2 separate regions of the Zea mays genome follow, and region 2 is linked to region 1. Evidence: chromatin contacts called from public Hi-C data. All regions are on one chromosome and are shown on one strand. Each heading gives the region's core, a stretch centred on a gene start, on an enhancer-like site or on the middle of the called end of the contact. The rest is flanking DNA. Distances are from core to core; before and after follow the strand shown. Region 1 holds the start of LOC100281806 (Heat shock cognate 70 kDa protein 2). Region 2 holds the start of LOC100280456.

Region 1 (3,764 bases), core at 1,131-3,630:
CCAATACATGCAGGGCTAATCACTGTTTATATCCAGCGTACTAGCAAAAATGAACTTAAACATGAACTTGGGGCCCTGTGTATGGCCAAAAAAACTGCATAAAAATAATAATAAGATCCACTTTGTAATTGACGCAATTATTTAAGCAAAAAATACATATATCAGAATTTCCTCATTTAGTCGACTTCTTCGATCTTGGGTCCAGCACCGCTGCCACCAGCCGGCGAAGCATCCTGATCCATGCCACCGGCCATGTCAGGACCAGCGGCGCCCTGATACATCTTCGCGATGATGGGGTTGCAGATGCCCTCCAGCTCCTTCATCTTGTCCTCAAACTCATCAACCTCGGCGAGCTGGTTGTTGTCGAGCCAATTGATGGCCCCCTCGACGGCGTCATCGATCTTTTTCTTGTCGTCCTCCGGTAGCTTGGAGGCGATCTTGTCGTCTCTGATGGTGTTGCGCATATTGTAGGCGTAGTTCTCGAGCGTGTTCTTGGCGTTCACCTTCTTCTGGTGTTCCTCGTCCTCGGCCTTGTACTTCTCTGCCTCCTGCACCATCTTCTCGATCTCCTCCTTACTTAGCCGGCCCTTATCGTTGGTGATCGTGATCTTATTCTTCTGGCCGGTTGTCTTGTCCTCAGCTGACACGTTGAGGATGCCGTTCGCGTCCATGTCGAAACACACGGTGATCTGGGGGACGCCCCTGGGCGCCGGAGGGATGCCAGAGAGCTCGAACTTGCCGAGCAGATTGTTGTCTTTGGTCCTGGCCCTCTCACCTTCGTACACCTGGATGAGCACGCCGGGCTGGTTGTCGGAGTAAGTGGAGAAGACCTGCTCCTTCTTTGTCGGGATGGTGGTGTTCCTGGGGATGAGCACAGTCATGACGCCTCCGGCCGTCTCCAGGCCGAGCGAGAGCGGCGAGACGTCGAGCAGGAGCAGATCCTGAACCTTCTCGTTGCCCTCGCCAGTGAGGATGGCGGCCTGGACGGCCGCGCCGTACGCGACAGCCTCGTCTGGGTTGATGCTCTTGCACAGCTCCTTGCCGTTGAAGAAGTCCTGGAGCAGCTGCTGCACGCGGGGGATGCGAGTGGAGCCGCCCACGAGAACGACGTCGTGCACGCTGCTCTTGTCCATCTTGGCGTCGCGGAGGCACTTCTCCACGGGCTCCATGCACTTGCGGAAGAGGTCCATGTTGAGCTCCTCGAACCGGGCACGGGTGATGGTCGTGTAGAAGTCGATGCCCTCATAGAGCGAGTCGATCTCGATGGTGGTTTGGGCGGTGGAGGAGAGCGTCCTCTTAGCCCTCTCGCAGGCGGTCCTCAGCCGCCGGAGCGCCCTGGGGTTGCCAGTGATGTCCTTCTTGTTCTTCCTCTTGAACTCCTGGACGAAGTGGTTCACGAGCCGGTTGTCGAAGTCCTCGCCTCCCAGGTGGGTATCGCCGGCGGTGGCCTTGACCTCAAAGATGCCCTCCTCGATGGTGAGGAGCGAGACGTCAAAGGTACCGCCGCCGAGGTCGAAGATGAGGACGTTCTTCTCGCCGTCGCTGCTCGACTTCTTGTCGAGCCCGTATGCGATGGCCGCGGCGGTGGGCTCGTTGATGATGCGCATGACGTTGAGGCCGGAGATGACGCCGGCGTCCTTGGTGGCCTGGCGCTGGGAGTCGTTGAAGTAGGCCGGGACGGTGACGACAGCGTTCTTGATGGTGGTGCCGAGGTAAGCCTCGGCCGTCTCCTTCATCTTGTTCAGGATCATGGAGCTGATCTCCTCGGCCGAGAACTGTTTCTCCTCGCCCCTGAACTGCACCCCGATCATGGGCTTGTCGCCGGAGCCCGGGATCACCTTGAAAGGCCATAGCTTGGCGTCACTCTGCACCGACGCGTCAGAGAAGCGCCGGCCGATGAGCCGCTTCGCGTCTGCAAATGCGCGCAAACGGATCAACAAACCACACAGCGTATTAGTCCCACACCCACACCCAAACCCCGTGTATTAATGGATCGAACAAACAGATAAACAGCGCACGTAACAAAAGATTGGTGATGATCGGCTTACCGAAGACGGTGTTGATGGGGTTCATGGCGACCTGGTTCTTGGCGGCGTCGCCGACGAGCCTCTCCGAATCGGTGAACGCGACATAAGACGGCGTTGTACGGTTGCCCTGGTCGTTGGCGATGATCTCGACTCGGTCATGCTGCCACACCCCGACGCACGAGTAGGTCGTACCGAGGTCGATGCCGATCGCCGGCCCGTCTCCTTTTCCGGCCATGGAGACGCTCTCGTCGAGAGTATCGTGAAGAAGGGGGAAAATACCTCCTGGACTCGCAGAGTATGCACGCGTACGTGGAGGAAATGAGGAATTAAGGAAGAACGAGGAATGGGTGGACGAGGAGGAAGGAGACGATGTGGGACTGGATTTAAAGGTTTGTGTGGCCGGGAGGGGTTCTAGAATGTTCCGGCACGTCACGGCCGTCGACACGGGCACGTCGTGGGGAACTTGGATCCATTCGTGAGGGTGGGGATTCTAGAGTGTACAGGAAGGTTCTCGAAATGGAGACTTTCCCTCCCGCGTCGCCGGTGACTGGTGGTTCATGCGTTGCTTCGGCGTGTTGCCGTGTTGGGTTCGATCCCATTTCGGAGGCCGCCGAGTTTGACCGGAACAGAGCAGCTACGAATTCCTTCGAAATTCGGAAGCCCAGTAGGAGGCTTCTTGCTCAAGTTGGGTCCGTTTGTGTAACCCAGTCCCAATCATGTGCCATGGCCCATGGTATAGTGGCATGTACTAACATTTTAAAAAAACCCGAAAATATATTGTTCCAGAATAAATTTTTTTAAAGTGAAGGTACTGTAGGAAGGTCCTACAGTAATTTTATTAACTCAAAAAAAACCAAAGTCATGAGAAGAAAAGGAAAATTACAAAGAAAGGGAAGAAAAAGCAGGGGAAGAGTTACAGCCCTAAATGATGTAACCAAATGGAAATTTCCTCCTTAAGATTAGGCTTGACTCGATGACACAACAGGAAAATTTCGTTCCTGAACATAGCCTTGCACTCAATAACTGAGGGAGGGATCTCGTTGAAAATCCAATTGTTTCTGCTCCTCCAGATGCACCACGTCATAATGATAATAGTTTCTAACCTCCAAGAGACTTGTAATCTCCTTCTAATCCTCATTAAGGTATGCAGGAGATCCGTTGTACGTGGCGGGAGGAAGCCCAAAAGTAACCAACATCTCCGAGCAAAGTTACATCTGAAGAAGAGATGAATAACCGTCTCTTCAATCTGAAGAATGCAATTATCGCAGGTGAAAGAGTCCAAAGGCATTGAACGTCGCTTGAGGAAGGAGCGAGTATTCAATCTATTTTTGAGCAATAACCAAAAAAACACCTTGTGTTTAGGTTGGCATTTAGATTTCCATAACCAAGAGAAGAGGGGGTGCGACTGATGGGTGCCAACCAAGTGAGAATAAACCTTCTGAGATGAAAACAGATTGGAAGAGGCACTGCAGGGCCAAATATCATTGTGATCATGCAACTGAAGATTAGCTAGAATGTCCTGAAGTGAAAGTAGTTGCCCGAACGCTTCAGCAGAAAGGGGAGTGTGGAACAATTCATTCGGAGAAGCCATCCGAGCTTGATTAATGTTGATCTCTCTGACAGAGGCAAAAGACTAAAGCTCCGGGAATCTTTTAGATGTGTGCAGACCATTCCAACGATCATGCCAAAGGAGAGTAGTTTTTCCATTTCCAATCTCCACTCGGGCTATTTCCTTAA
Region 2 (3,851 bases), core at 2-2,501, 270 kb before region 1:
AAACCGATGGTTGAGAAGCCGACGGGGGATTGAGATGTCCATGTGATTGAGACTTGGCGACGGTGTCAGCTGACAACAACGTACTTGGCGAAGACTTGGCCACTACCTCAGTACTCCAAGTCCCTGATTGTTCAGGATGATCACATTGGACAGAGGACTTAACTCGACGAGCACGAGAGGAAGACCGAAAGTGACAATGCCGCTCCTGATGACCAAGGCAGCGACACCGAATGCAACGGAAGAAAGTTCTTGCGTGAGCTAACTTGGTGATCATGTGCGAGGTAGCGATAACACCTGGCCGAGCCCACCTCTCGAAGTCAAAGCTCCTCTTTGACTTGCTCTTTGCAACAACATCCGATGACATTGGCAATATGGTCTGAAGAGGGAGTACTTTTGACGACGACGTGTCCGGTGATAACGGGTAGCCCAGATGACGGCTCCTGCTAGAGACGAGGCCTCTGTTAGCACTAAGATCGGCCACTGTCATCGATGACGGTAGCCAATCTAGGTAGGAGTGCGGCCCTACATGAAGGGACATGCGCTCGAGAACGAGCACTCGGCGAGCTCGAACGGTGGGCTTGAGGCCGGGCAGATGCTCTCCTTCCACTCTGGTGTCTTGCTCTCCTTCCACGAGCTGAGCGCAGATGAATGGCGGAGTGGCAATACTGGGTCTCCTTCCTCGAGCTTGATGGCCCAGCGGAGGAGCGAGCACATGCTGTAGCCCCCAATCTGGGGTTGGGACTTGGGAGGGTGGAGGAACTGATCTGAACAAGCATGGATCTGGCTGGAGATAGGTGGTGACGAGTACCATGCGTTGACGGCAGCAGAGAGTCGACAACCGGCGCGCGGGGACAAGTCGGCCTTACCTGCGAAGTCGTCCCGGACGGCAACAGCAGCATGCTCCCGGCCCCGGCGGTGGCGGCGAAAATAGCGAGATGATGCACTAGACGCAGCCTGTACACGGGGCACGGAGGGGCGTAGTTGTTAAAGTATGCCGCTGCAGCTAGTATTTGTCTCAGCGCAGTTTTCTAGCTAGCTAAAAATAGTTGAAGAAATATACATACATGAATCGGAAAGGAAATCGTACACAGGATTACCTAATATGTCGCATGTGACACCGAGGCACCGAGTAACGGTGACAACGTGGAAGCTAGCGGGCATCTCGCCGCTTGCATGCGTGCCACCTCGTCCCACGCCGTGGAACCTGCCGCCCGCGTGCATAAAAGGGCGGGGCAGGGGGCTCAGGCCGTCTGGACTCTGGACTGGAGGGCACCAAGCTAACATTTAGTTGCAAAGGAGCGCTAGGAAGAAGAAGCAACGAGCCATGGCCTCCGGTGGCCCGAAACCCAAACTGGCCTACATCATCTTGTACGTGAGGGACGTGGAGAAGGCCGCCTCCTTCTACGACGCCGCCTTCGGCTACACCGTCCGCCGCCTCGACCAGTCCCGCAAGTAAAACGCGTGCGCGCGCGCCTGTGCCCGCCTGATCCGGATGCGCGCCTAATCTGCCGCATCTGCGCGCCTTTCTGGGTTTACTTTGCAGGTGGGCGGAGCTGGAGAGCGGGGCGACGACCATCGCGTTCACGCCGCTGCACCAGCGGGAGACGGACGAGCTGTCGGGGGCGGTGCAGCTGCCGGACTCGTCGGCCGCCGGGAGGGGCTCCGTAGAGGTCTGCTTCGCCTACGCGGACGTCGACGCGGCGTACAAGCGCGCCGTGGACAACGGGGCCGTGGCCGTGAGCGCGCCGGAGGACAAGCCCTGGGGCCAGAAGTCCGGCTTCGTGCGGGACATGGACGGCAACATCGTGCGCATCGCGAGCTACGTGCGAGAGTAGTCGCATTCCGCTGCATCACCATCGGTCGATCGATCAGCCTTTCCCATGCATGTCTCGTATACTACACGTCTACACGTGTACCAAAAAAATAAATATAATCGTTGTGCAGGTCATGTTTGTCTTGGGAGAGGTAGGACCGTGGAAGATGTAAATGGAACCGTGGAGCAGTGAATACAAAAAGCGCCATCTCGTCCCTGTTTCCATTGATCTGTACAATTAATGAATAGAGACTTCTAAATCCGTGTCTTAGTTCTTATATTTCTTCAAATACAATGGTAGAAAAATATATACTTATATTTGTTTCAAATATAATGTATATTTGTTTCAAATATAATGGTAGACTAGTCGGTTGACCGTGCGTTGCGACGGCATACAACAATACCCACGTAAACTATCCATAAAAAAATTCAAGAATTTTTATTGATTGTCTCCGCCCACGTAAACTATCCATAAAAAAATTTAAGATTTTTTATTGATTGTCTTCATTCTCTGTATAATATATTTTTTGATTTGGCTAACTGATGTTATTATTTATTTCATGCAAATATGTCTTGGTACAACACGGTCAATGAAGTGAGCGATTATAAGAGAGTTCACAACGATTAACTGAATGAACATAGATTATAAAATGACATAATTCCATCATACAGAGTCCAAATAAGAGAGTTTGTGAGATCAAGTTTATAAAATAAGTCTAATGAATTCAAACTTATAAAAAAGATAGATCAAAATATGTAGTCATTGCTAAAGTCAGGCATCAATAAAAAATGGATGCGCTCCATATAAATTATGCTACTTCGTAGCAATTACTAACGTTTAAAACCAACAAATAACCTTTCATTTTGCTGTTAGTGTGACAAATCATTGCTGCTCCAACCAATTCAGAAACTTCAAACACCATGTAGTCTATTGCGCCAATGTGGTCTTACAAACGATCTAATGCTTGCAAGAGCAAATAACGTCGTGTCGTGCTTGGGCTATAGCCTCGACCCGTAGTGCTAGTCCGGCCCGACACAATTATTTTTATTTTACAAAAGAAATGTATATACCTATATACAGTTTATATTCAATATTAGAAACATCTTAACCTGATGTTCTACTGGTTAGACAGTTTAACCCAGTGTCTCCCGCCTTTCTTCCATCGGGGCATGGGTTCGAACCCTACCTCTTGCACCATTTTTTAACATTTTACGCTGATTTAATTAAATGGATCGACGGACTAACGGGCTGGCCCGACACAGTTAGCATGCCGACATGACGTGCCTGTGTCATAGTCCTGTCTATGCCATAGTTGTGGTCCACGTGCATCTAACCCATGTCAGCTGTCGTTTGGCATCTATAGACGTGCAGCGGATTAATTTAAAATAGCTGTGAGGAATTATTTGTAAAAAAATGACGCACGACGACCGTTGAAACTGATGCTTTAAGTATAGTATAGAAAATCAATATTTTGCTTATGATTACCTCTCAAATCAATATTAATGTATAAAATCATTTTCCATCCTCCCTCTACCCATAATTTAGGATAGACTTTATCTAAACTTTTGAAAGGCGTGGAATACTAAATTCCAAGCTAAATAAGTTACTTAAGTAAATTCCAATTCATTATGAAGGGCAAAATGAAGGGCCCCGTAAGCTGAAAGTTGCTCCACTGCTAGAGACTGCCTTCTATTTCAGCAACATAATATGCATCCACACAAAATCTGAACTTTTCAATTCATATATGTACACTTCACTTCTATTTGCTCCCTCATCATTTCCAACATGATAATGAACTAAACATGCACAGTGTAATCCCTCCCCAAAACGAGCATTGCATTCTTGCTTTCACAAAGCGAGCTGGCTAAAAGAAAGTTTCTGGCCACCTAGATCACCTTTCACTATTTCTTAATTCTGGTGTCTAAACCTATTAAACAATCTTTCAAATACAATGGTAGAAAAATCAATATTTTGCTTATGATTACCTCAAATCTTAAAGAGAGGTCTCTTGAAGGTTGAGAGAAAAAAGAATTCTAG

What was found. Hi-C and Micro-C count contacts between places; a contact is called where the count stands out from the background.
Region 2: a contact with region 1 is called in a Hi-C map of leaf, with 5 times the contacts expected there. The contact joins the promoter of LOC100280456 here to the promoter of LOC100281806 in region 1. A contact is called at or near these places in 3 of 25 Hi-C or Micro-C datasets (ear, leaf and tassel).

What each region holds. Positions count from the first base shown.
Region 1 is chr1:41,027,504-41,031,267 of Zm-B73-REFERENCE-NAM-5.0, reverse strand. LOC100281806 (Heat shock cognate 70 kDa protein 2) reads right to left here and starts at 2,380. Exons shown (of 2, transcript NM_001154726.2): 1 at 2,049-2,380; 2 at 68-1,912. The coding sequence starts at 2,262. The coding sequence ends at 177.
Region 2 is chr1:41,298,332-41,302,182 of Zm-B73-REFERENCE-NAM-5.0, reverse strand. It overlaps LOC100280456, which reads left to right and starts at 1,251. Exons shown (of 2, transcript NM_001153376.1): 1 at 1,251-1,452; 2 at 1,544-2,038. The coding sequence starts at 1,325. The coding sequence ends at 1,835.